Linked DNA regions of Mus musculus: region 2 is linked to region 1. A link is a contact called in public HiChIP or PLAC-seq data. All regions are on one chromosome and are shown on one strand. The core of a region is the stretch at or near the end of the contact, and the rest is flanking DNA. Distances in the headings are between cores, read along the strand shown. Region 1 overlaps Cpa4 (carboxypeptidase A4). Region 2 holds the start of Cep41 (centrosomal protein 41).

Region 1 (5,318 bases), core at 894-3,393:
CAGAGTGCCTTAATGAGGTGAGAACTTTCTATACACGAACCGAACCAAGCTGGTCCCATCTGAATGCCTTGACTGATTATTGGCTCATGCAGAAGTCAAAGCACTGTCCACTGAAAATCACTCATGCCACAGACACGCATGGTGCTGATTGTCGTCTAAGACAGTCACCTGAATCCAATCACACTCTCAACTAGGGAATAAGGGAACAAATTAAATCGGACAACAAAGAAGCTATCAGCCAGACGCGGAATGTGAGACATTATACAGGAAATTACTTAGTTTCTCCCGCAAATGAATGACATTTTAAAAGGACGTGTTTGGGGTGTTTCTGAATGAATGAAGACTGCTGGGACTCAGCCACAGGTGCAGTGCACAGACCTTATTAGATTCTGGCTTCGACAAATTGACTCCTAGGAGACAGTTTTAAAATAATGGGGAGTGTTAGAGGATATTAAAGAACTTCCATTAGTTTTCAAAGGTGACAGTAGTGTTCTGGGTTTGGGGTTTTTTTTATTATTATTATTATCATCATCAGCTAGAGATGCATACTAAGGTTGTTGTAGATGAAATAACATGATGTCTGGGATTTGCTTTATAATATGTCAAGAAAATAAATCGTGTCGGAGAGAGAAAGATGAATAGAAGATAGGCAAAATGCTGAAATTTGTTCAAGACCCACAATAGAGAGTTCCTTAGACTATTCTCTCTAAAAATAATAATACATTCCCTGGCGATTCTCAGCTCAGAGGATAACTAGAAAAGAAAAAAAATCCCAAGAGAGCTTCTAACACGCGAGTTAGGAGAAACGGTCTCCAGGGGCACCAACGAAATGTGGAATCCACCTGGGAAATTCAGTCTAGGCCCTGGCCATTCGAATCACTCACCTGGCTTTGCGTGTACACATATCCATCAGGATTGGCCACGGGCAACAAGAAAATATCCACTTTCTTCAAGATGGAGGTGATAGCCGGGTCCTTTTTATAATCAGTTACAATCTAAGCAGAGACAATGTGCTTGTCAGCTACATCATGGTGGGCTAGGTCTGTAGGTCTAACCAGGTATTTCCCTGAGATACCTAGGACCCCTCTCCCATAAGATGGTATCCACTCTCTGAAACCTCCCTGAAGCTCCCTGGGCTCTCTGAAAAGCCTTTGAGTCCCTCAAAGCCAGGGGACAGGATTGCATGACAATATCAACTACAAGTAGTTGACTGAGAGATGGTGGCTTTGTTCACACCTTCCACAGACACTACCCGTTCTGCCCAGCACTGTCTTCAAACTGTTTCTTGAAGGATCTTGGGGGCAATCTGAGAACCCAGAAGCCCTGTGGGGCTTGGAAGGGGGTGAAAACAAAACATATCTGAGTTTGGTACTGAGGCTCCAATACCTTTTGCAGGGCCCACGGTAAATCAGTCTCTCAGGCCCACGTTTGAAGCACATTAGCCTGCTCCCTAACACTGTTACTTAACCACAATGGGATGACCTTAGACTATTTACTTCTCCCATCTGCAAAGGTCCCAGCCTACCAGGTCTGTGCCAATCACCTTGTACCTCATCCCCTGGACCCAGCTACATGGGATGCTGCAGTCCCCCACCCCAGGCCCACCAGAATCCTTGACGAATTCCAGGCGACATGACCTTCCTCGCTGTCCAGATGGCTGTGGCCTGTGAGATCCACTCACGGGCATGGATGCCTGCATTCAACCAAATGGCTGGCCGCTTCTTGCCTCCTCCCGTGCTGAACTGCAGAGGGAAAAGGGGCCAGAAAATGACCTGCCGGTCCACGTCTCTCCTCACCTCTCCTCTCCCCAGCCCGCTCCTATTCATTTAATTCATTTAAGATAATTCAGAGACCAAATGTTCCTAAGGGCACCATCTATTTATCGCGCTTATCCGTGACCGGGGAGCTTAATTGGCTGGCTGAAGCTCTGGGCAGCCCAAACCTCTCCAGCTTTGGGAGTAAATGGGAAGGAGAAACAATTGCTACTGTGGATCAGAATGTTAGTGTGATTAGAAATAATAGTGTGTCTCTTGAAAGTTCTCAAACGGTTTCCCAACAGAGAGACACAAGGGTCCGTGAACCAGGCTGTTCTGCTCGTGTAATAAATGGATTCGGTTTTAAATTACGAAGGAGAGGGCTTCACTATAGCTCTTTGTAAATGGCAGTAATGAATTCTGCTTCCTGCCTTTGCTGTAGCGTTGGGGCTCCATGGGTCAGAGCGTGGGGCTAATGAAGCCAGGGTCTCTATCAGATGGGCAAATAATCTAAATGTAATTATTTTACAGAAACCAGCTCAGCGGTATGGCACCCCTTCTGCCTGGTATTTGCTGTAAACCTGGCTTCTACAAAGCTAAGGGTCTGGCGAATTCTTAGCACCACCAGTTGTTCCACGGTTTTTAGGCCCAAATTCCTTTCTGTGTGTTCAGCTGGACTACTTACGTAATTTATGTCATTGTCATAGCTCTCTGCCTCCTTTGCCAGGAGAGGCTCGAATGTGTTAGAAATAGCTGGAAATTGGGCTCCATGTGGCCAACAACCCCAGAATGGGCTTAAAAATGACATCTACCTTAATGCAAGCATCCCACACTCTTTTCCAAGAAGAGGCTGTAAAAGCAGAACAGAGTTTGTACCCTGACTAAGCAGCTAGGTGGGAATGAAGGCAGACTATGGGCCTCTGAGAATCTTAAGGAATACTAATGGCCTCTCTTTTGATCCTTCCAATCAAAACATAGACTGGGATACGCTCTTTCTAACAGTCCTACAGTAGATAAAAGCATGGAATTCAATCAGATCAAAATATCTGATTATGCAAAGATGACTCGGAACTACAGATCTCTTCCTTAGAACCAAGGGCTCTAAAAAAAAACTGCCTATATTAGCAGACCAAGGGCTCAGTCCTAGAAACTCAGATCCAGAAATTTGTGTACTGTCAGGATACTTGGAAGGGCCTTGGGCCTCACCTTTAGAACATACATGGGCCGCTTTTCAAATGTCTCTCCAATCTTCACTCTGCTCACCAGCTCAGGAAAGTCTGTGGCAATACTGTCCATCTCGTGGTAAATCTGAAGGGTGGGAAAGCAAACCAAAGACACTTAATTTTTTTTTTTAATTTGTTGAGATAGGGTGCTCCTAAGTAGCACATACTGGTCTTGAACTTGGACCCTTCCTATCTCACTTTTCCAAGAGCTAGGATAGTAGGCTTGTGCTACTGTACCCAACCCAGTGATGTTTTAAAATTCTGTCCCATTATGAGTTGGGTATCTGTGAACTTTATCTTGTCAGTGTTAAGTTTCTTCTGAGGCTCTGACCTTGGAGTTGGCCACACTGTCGGCACAGAGCTGAGTGGACAGCTGCTTTCTGCAGTTTTCTAGAAGTCAGCACATTTCAATTGTGTGCAAAATTATAGTCCCCTTGAATAAAGCAGAGAGACTGAAACAGATATTACTCCAAAATATGATTCTTTGGCTTGTTTTGGTTTTCTCTGGGTAGCCTTGCCTGTCCTGGAACTCACTCTGTAGACCAGGCTGTCCTCAAACTCACAGAGATCCTCCTGCCTTTGCCTCCTGAGTCCTGGCCTTAAAGGTGTGTGCCACCACTGCCAACATCAGCATGTGATTCTTTGCATTGTCTTGGACTGGATCATCAGAATAGACCTGCTCATCAAGGCTCTGGACAGCAGGGTTTGCCAAATTGTTCTCCACCAGCAAACAGAACAAAACAAAAACCATTCACAGTGTGTTTGATGTCTTCATATAATCAGTACAACTAGGCTGTGTATAGTATAAAATAAAAAAAGAAGCCATATGTGGTAGCACCTTTAATCTCAGCCCTTGAGAGGGAGAAACAGTTGAATCTCTGAGTTTAAGACCAACCTGGTCTACTAAGTGAGTTACAGGATAGCCAGGGTTATACAGAGAAACCCAGCCTTGAAAAACCAAAAAGAAAAAAGAAAAAGAAAAAGAAAAAGAAAAGAAATATATAAATATTGAAATATAAATAAAGTATATACTATATAAAAGGATGTTAATAAATGCAAAGAGAGTGCTAGGAATATAGCTCAGTAAAGTAAATGTTTGCCATCCAAGATAACCTGAGTCCCCATCCCAGCAACCACATAGAAATCTGGGTGTGGCAGTCTGTACCTGTGACTCTAGTGATAGGGGAGCAGAGATAGGAAGGTCCCTGAGGCTCAGTGACTAGTTAATCACTGAGCCCGGGTTCAACGAGAACCCCTGTCTCAAAAACTAATCAGTAAAATTTAAGTGGAGAGTGGCAGAGGAACAGAATGCTCGTTTAACACACAAAGGCCTTGGAAGGTTGGGTGTCTAACTCAGGTAATAGAACGCTACTGAGTGTTCATGAGCTGCTGGATTCAATCCCCAGGACCCCATAAACCAGGGGTGGTAGTACACACCTGTAACGCCAGCACTCAGAAGGTAGAGGTAGAAGGACCATGAGCTCCAGGTCATCCTCAACTACATGGGGAGTCAGGGGCCATGCTAAGGTACTACATACGACTTTGCTCAAAATAAAGGGGAAGGGACCTCTTGGAAACTCTCCCAGCCCTTGGACTCTAAAGACTGAAGAAAAGCAGAGTAGATACCTTGGGCCATGAGAAAAAGAGAGTAACCTACAAAAAAGTTAAAACAAGTTGGGGTGGGGTAGAATCTGCCTTTAACCCCAGCACTCAGGAGGCAGAAGGAAGACTAACCTGATCTACATAACAAGTTCTAGAACAACCATAGTGAGACATGCTAAAAGAAAGAAGGAAGGGAAGGAAGGAAGGAAGGAAGGAAGGAAGGAAGGAAGGAAGGAAGGAAGGAAGAGAGGGAGAGGGGAGGGGAGGGGAGGAGAGAAGAGAAGAGAGAAGAAAAAGAAAGGAAAGAAGGAAGCCAGCCAACCAGCCAGGCTGGGGCCATTGATTGGCAGGTAAGAGCACATGCTATCAAGCCTGACGGGAGTTCTGAGTTTGATTCCTGGTGCCCATACGGTGGAAGGAGAAAATTAATTGTTCTCTTGATTTCCACAAGGCACATGCACACCTACACACAGATAGATGATAGATAGATAGATAGATAGATAGATAGATAGATAGATAGATAGATAGACAGATAGATAGAAACTTTGTTTTTAAAAACCTCCAAGCTATACCCTGATGTGGGATGCAAATTCACAAGCCAACCATCAACACACAAAGGACCTGAAACCAGACGCCCTGGCAGAAACAAATGTAGATTTCCCACTGGAGATCTAAAAACCCTGCATGGTTATAGGATACGAGCTATTTAATGTTGGTTTTAGGAAGAACCCCAAATAAG
Region 2 (5,583 bases), core at 1,595-4,094, 110 kb before region 1:
TCCATCCCAGTAACAAGGTAGCCTTAGACTGAAGAATACACACTTCCATAATCTTGCTATATGCCATGTATGCTGCCCTAATTTGATAAACACAATGACCATGAAGGCCAATAAACTTTATATTTCCATACCCCCTGGAACAAGAGTTTAAAAACAGTCTTACAATATGCTGGACATTACATTTTCTGTTCTTGGAAATTGGATTGTTGGTCTGTACCCTTATGAATGCGTTATCACCCACCCATTTGCTTGATTTCCAAGTTGAAAGCTTTATAGCTGCCCTTGCCATAGCCCAGGTTCTCATCTTGCTTACCCCACTTCATGGACCTCTATCGCTTCACCTATAGCCTTCAAGTTTCTCCTTTCTTCCTTTCCTCCAACCTCTGGGCTTTGGCCCCTTCTTATTCCTTTTCTCCCTCATTTAGTCTCTGAGTATGCTTGCGTGTGTACATGCATGGAAGTCACAGGACAACTTGCAAGTAGTTGGTCCTCCCCTCCCCTTCCACCATGTAGGTTCCAGGGATTGACCTCAGGTCACTCACTTTGGCAGCCAGGACCTTGACAACAAAGCCATCCCACATGTCCGTTTCCAAATTTTCTACCCATAATCCCTATGGTCACTTTGAAGTGGAAATGTAAGGGTTCTCTGAGAAGTCATTTGGATGGTGTTTTGCTATGACAAACACGTGAAGGAAAGTTTCGTTAAAGTGGACACAGGTGGGAAAGGCTAAGGCCGATTCATGAGGGAACTGTGTCTAAAGCAGACACAGGAGAGAGGATGTTCTAAAGCAAGTGCATAAAAGGACAGGTGATGAAGGATTCTTTGCTAACAACACGCATGTATCGGTCTGCTTTACATTGTGTTGTTGAGCTACATTGTATTGTTGATCTGCATTTGTTCGGACACAGTAGAGAAAAATGCACCAAAAAAAACCCTTCTGGTGGTGTGCTGCAGTTTGTTGCGGCTTCCAAGGACTGGGGCTGACTGGATGCCTGTGCTTTAGGCAAGCGTCCTGCTGAGGTAAGACGTGTGCTGAGGCAAGGCACGTGGAGGACACTTGATGTGTGAAAGGCATAAATGGGACTCCAAGGAATGACGGAGACAGAGCCCGGCTTGCTCATACAGTTAGCTGTGCAACACTGGTGGGTCTCGGTGGTCTTTGCTGGCCTTCACTTTCCTGAGAGAGGCACAACAGAGAACTTCTCCTTGGGTTCCCGATGGTCCCTCCTGCTGACTCAAGTTGAGGCTGGGGCCAGGCTGTCTCTGCTAGGTCTTGTCACCACTGTTGCTAAGCCAACTTTACCGAACTGGACCCCTGGTGTATCCGTGAGGTATTTGCAACTAGATCAAGCTGCCGCTGCCTGCTAACCTGTGAATTGAACTGCCGATTTCCAGACAACACTGAGTTGCTCCAAAGAACCTTTCTAAACAGGTCCATTTCCCACATATCCTTTCTTTTCTACTACCTCTGGTGGGGTGGTGGGCTACAAGGAAGGTTAAAGCATTTAAGAACCATCGTTAATAATAGGATTTGAAAAAAAAATTAAAGCTAGAGTTACTCCAACTCCAAGCTGCACAGGGGTTCGCTATGCAAAGATGTGATAAATACACCCTATCTACTCCCTTCTAACCTTTGCAGCCCCCAATCCTTCATTCTAATAGAATGATGAGTGGGAATTTTAGAAGGGTTAAAGACTAGACATGGTAAAGGGATTTAAGATAAACCTTGGTAGGTATTAAACACTAAACACAGTACAAGGGGCAGTTAGGACAATAGTCCAAGATCCTGGAGGTCCAGTCTGAATGACTTGATCCAAGATACGGCCCTAAGAGCAGGTTCCTGAAGTTGCTATGAGGCACGACAGGGTATGAGAGACCACGTTGTTGACTAGGTCATCTGCGTAGACCCTGCCATAGTTCACATGGATGTTGTTATTAACACAGAGCTAGCCAGTATGAACAAACCAATGGAACCTTTCTCTATTCCTGGAAAAAAAAACGACTTAGAGCACAGGACAAAGGGTTACTGTGCTGTTTCTTCCCTGTAAAATGAAATAGTAATTTTGATGGATTTGGTGGGACATTTAGGAGCCAAGTCAAACTGTGTGGGTAATTGTTTTGTAAAGGTGCTAGGACTTAATTTTCAGATCTGGAATGAGAACAGGTGGTGGTTGGTGGCAGGAGTTACAATGGTTTCCATGACAACGGGATCGGATTTTAGTCATCTTTCCCATCCTCCACAAAACATACTGCCGCTTTCTTCATAAGGTGCTTATTAAATACTTGTTAAATGAATGATGAACCACTGAACGGTGTGTGCTCTTTGCAATTAAGGTTGCTGTTCTTTCGCTAGACTAAAAGCTTTTAGAGCAACAATAATTACTGTGTTTACTTATGATATTTTGCATAATTTGCATAATAACTTAAGACCTGAACATAATAAACTATGCACTCTCGTTCCAGTTGAACATCCCTGGCCCAAATCATGTCCTTTGCCGTGGAAGAAGTAGCCCCGATGTTTGGTTAGAAAGACTTTACAAAGGGTTGGGGGGACCTGTGGTGAATTTGTGTTCTCTCTCCAGCCTGAGGCCAGACCCTCCCCCCCCCCCCCTTCTCAGGTCTGCGCAGGCGCCGGAGCCCCTCCCCCTTCCTTCCCGCGCTCAGGCAGGAGCTGGGCGCCAGGATCCAAGCTGCGCTAGCGGGCGTCCCGCGTTGCCCTTGGCAACCATTGAGCAGCTTTTTTTGCTCTCCCCGCCCGGGCCGAAGCAGTAAACGGAGCTTCTATTGGCTGGCCTGGGCAGCCGAGCCAATCGGAAGAGAGGTTACAGGGAGGCGGCTGAGTGGGGGCTGGAGGGGGGTAGGAAGCTAGATTAGTAGCCAGACGTGAGGCTAGAACCCCGAGCGTGGTCGGTTGGAGCAAATATGTCTGCCCGGAGGCACATTGGGAATCCTGAGGTGAGGGCCAGGTCCGGACCCGAGAGCCGGAGGGGGCGGGCGCACCGGAAAAGGCGCCACGTGGGCAGGGACGAACAGCCGGCCACTTCCGCCGCCCGGAAGGCGGGAAGTGGCCAGCGTGAGGAGGGGGCCGAGCGCAGGGCCTGGGGCGGGGCAGGCCGAGGCTCCACGTCAGTGGCACCCGCCGGTGCCGGGCGTGCTCGCCCCACAAAGACCCACCGGACACCGACGTTCGAGGCTTGGAGGAGCCAAGTACATAAAGACACAGCCCCTGCCCTCAAAGAGTTTACAGTCTAGGAGTGACACCTGCAAACAAAGTAAAAATCAAAGACCCCCAAAACATGGAAGGAGGTGAAGGGGCCCATCACTTCTGAGTTGGGGTACCCCAGGCCAAGCCGCCCTTGCAAAGGGAGCAAAATAGGGCCCTTTGTTCTCCTTTACCCTCAGTGCCCTTGTGCATTTGTAGCAGTTTAATGTCACCCAGTGTTATTTGACCCTTACCAAACAAGTAACCAGACCTACAAAGAGAACGACAGAGTCTCTACAGTAGAGTTCAGTCTAGTGATGGAAATTGGTGAGCTTCGGGAGAGAGATGGAGGAGGAAAGACAGCACTCAAGCTGAGAGAAGGAGGGGCGTTCTTGAGCTGAAAAGGCCCCAACCCATCAAGGCCACTCGTGAGTCAGGTGAAGAGCTTGCTAGAACAGCCTGTGTAAAGCCAAGGAGAGCTTCAACTCCGACCAAGTCCCAGTAGGAGTCTACAGAACAAAAGGCAATTTGAGAGGGGCCTTCTGCACCTTCATAGCAAACACCAGTTGTAGGTCTTGGATTTCTTGTTGAATGCCTGGTGTCGGAAACTGTGGCATGTGTATTGGAGTGCCATGATAGTAATGTCTGTTATTTTGGTGGGGTTTTTTGTTTGTTTGGTTGTTTTTTGTTGTTGTTGTTTGGTTGGTTGGTTGTCTCTGAGACAGTCTCACTATGTAGCTCCAGCTGTCCTGGAACTCACTATGTGGACTAGGCTGGCCTCAAACTTAAAGAGATCCACCTGCCTCTGCCTCATAGATACTGGAATTTAAAGGCATGTGCCGCCACTACTAAACCTTGATAGTGATGTGTAAATATTACACAGTGTCACTTACATTTGGAGTCTAAAGTCCAACTCAGTGAAGTAGAAATTAGAATAATGGTCACCAGAAGTTAGGGATATAGCGTCTGGGACAAAGAGATGCTGGTCGCAGGGTAGAAAGTTTGTTAGGAGAACTAAACTTTTGAGATGGCACAGGAGATGACACAGCAGGGTGACTAAAATATAAATTTAATGTACATCTCAGATTAGCCAAGAGAACATTCCAAACCTCTCCTCACAACAAGGGAGGTAATGACGATATTTACTAACTTAATAATTGCACAGTGTGTGCATGTCAACCTTTTTTTCCTAGAAATAAATTATGTTTTGTCAACTAAAATAATATCAATATTAGATGCCTGTGATGGGGTGGGCTGGGTAGTTCAAGATTGGGAATACCATTATCCTGCCTACTGGTCAGCACGCAAGAAGCTTCTAAGGAGTTTTAGTCATGTGCTCAGACTTGCATTTTAGGCACCATCATAGCCACACTGTGGTGGATGGAGTTGGACAGGCTGTGTCGAGGAGCGGAGACATTGATGAGGTGGTTATGTTGCCATATGTCTGAACTGATGCTAGGAAGTCGGGGCAGAATGAAAGAGAACTATTAGGTGTAAAACCCACCATCAAGCATGATCGCCCTTGAGAGAGGGCATCAAGGCAGATGACTTCCATCCCCAGCTGGGACCATTCATGGGCTCTCCTGAAGGAAGCCGGAAATATAGGACAAAGAGTCCGTCAGAAGAGGAAGGATGTAAACACTTGCTGTCTTTACTGCCTTCTTTGAGTGGAGGGCCACTTCCAGGAATTCTTGAGAAAGAATGCATATGTGTTTTTGTACCCAAAATATCCTATCTAAAACTGTCTCCATTCTACATTCTTATTCTTCTTTTTTTTCCCCTGAGTGTGTGGCTGAAGATAGATTTCATGGTTGGAAAACAACATCTTGAAAACATTGTGCTGTGACCCAGCAGCCAGTGTGTCTGTAGAAAAATCCAAAGCCATCCTGTTGCTTTGTGACTTGTTGTTCCTTTCAGGAAGCTTCATTTTGTTCCCTGTGTTAGAACATTTCACAAAGGATTCCTTGTTATGGCCTGTTCTCATTCACTTTGATAAACACCAGAACCTTATATCTTTCTAGTCTGTAAATTTTTTCTTGAGTTATTTTACAGTTGACTTCATTTCCTCCACCCTCTTTCTCGGGTTCAGCATTTTGATATTATACCCATATAAACTGGTTCTGATTTTTTTCCACTTCTATCTCCTATTTTTGTCTTTCTGCTTTAAGAAATTTAAGTTTATGTTGGGTGATGGTGGCTTACACCTTTTATCGCAGCCTGATCTAGAGTGAGTTCCAGGACAGCCAAGGCCCTGCCTTGAAAAACAGGGAGGGAGAGAAGGAGGGAGCACACACTGTATTTTCTAATTCTTGTATTGATTGTAGTTTCTGCTGTGTTTGTGTGTGTGTGAGAGAGAGAGAGCCTATATGTGTGTGTGAGT

What was found. HiChIP or PLAC-seq counts read pairs in DNA pulled down with a chosen protein or histone mark.
Region 2: an H3K4me3 HiChIP or PLAC-seq map of forebrain shows a contact between it and region 1, with 2.7 times the contacts expected there. The contact joins the promoter of Cep41 here to the enhancer-like site in region 1. A contact is called at or near these places in 16 of 39 promoter capture datasets (the 3T3-L1 cell line, 3T3-L1-derived adipocytes, cranial neural crest and 10 more), 4 of 484 Hi-C or Micro-C datasets (cerebral cortex, embryonic stem cells, muscle stem cells and 1 more), 5 of 115 datasets of contacts at active chromatin or transcription factors (embryonic basal ganglia, embryonic forebrain, embryonic limb bud and 2 more) and 2 of 9 other capture datasets (adipose tissue and liver).

Annotation. Positions count from the first base shown.
Region 1 is chr6:30,577,321-30,582,638 of GRCm38.p6, reverse strand. Cpa4 (carboxypeptidase A4) reads right to left here. Exons shown (of 11, transcript NM_027926.3): 5 at 2,961-3,062; 6 at 1,638-1,742; 7 at 885-995. Among named protein-coding and RNA genes, the nearest start is that of Cpa4, 12 kb to the right of the region's middle. Within about 2 kb of position 2,143, at least 28 of the 459 cell types and tissues checked have an H3K27ac peak or open chromatin away from gene starts, as enhancers often do. A contact at or near this core is called in cerebral cortex, embryonic forebrain, forebrain and 1 more, where this site is marked.
Region 2 is chr6:30,691,010-30,696,592 of GRCm38.p6, reverse strand. It overlaps Cep41 (centrosomal protein 41), which reads left to right and starts at 2,844. Exons shown (of 11, transcript NM_031998.3): 1 at 2,844-2,956. The coding sequence starts at 2,924.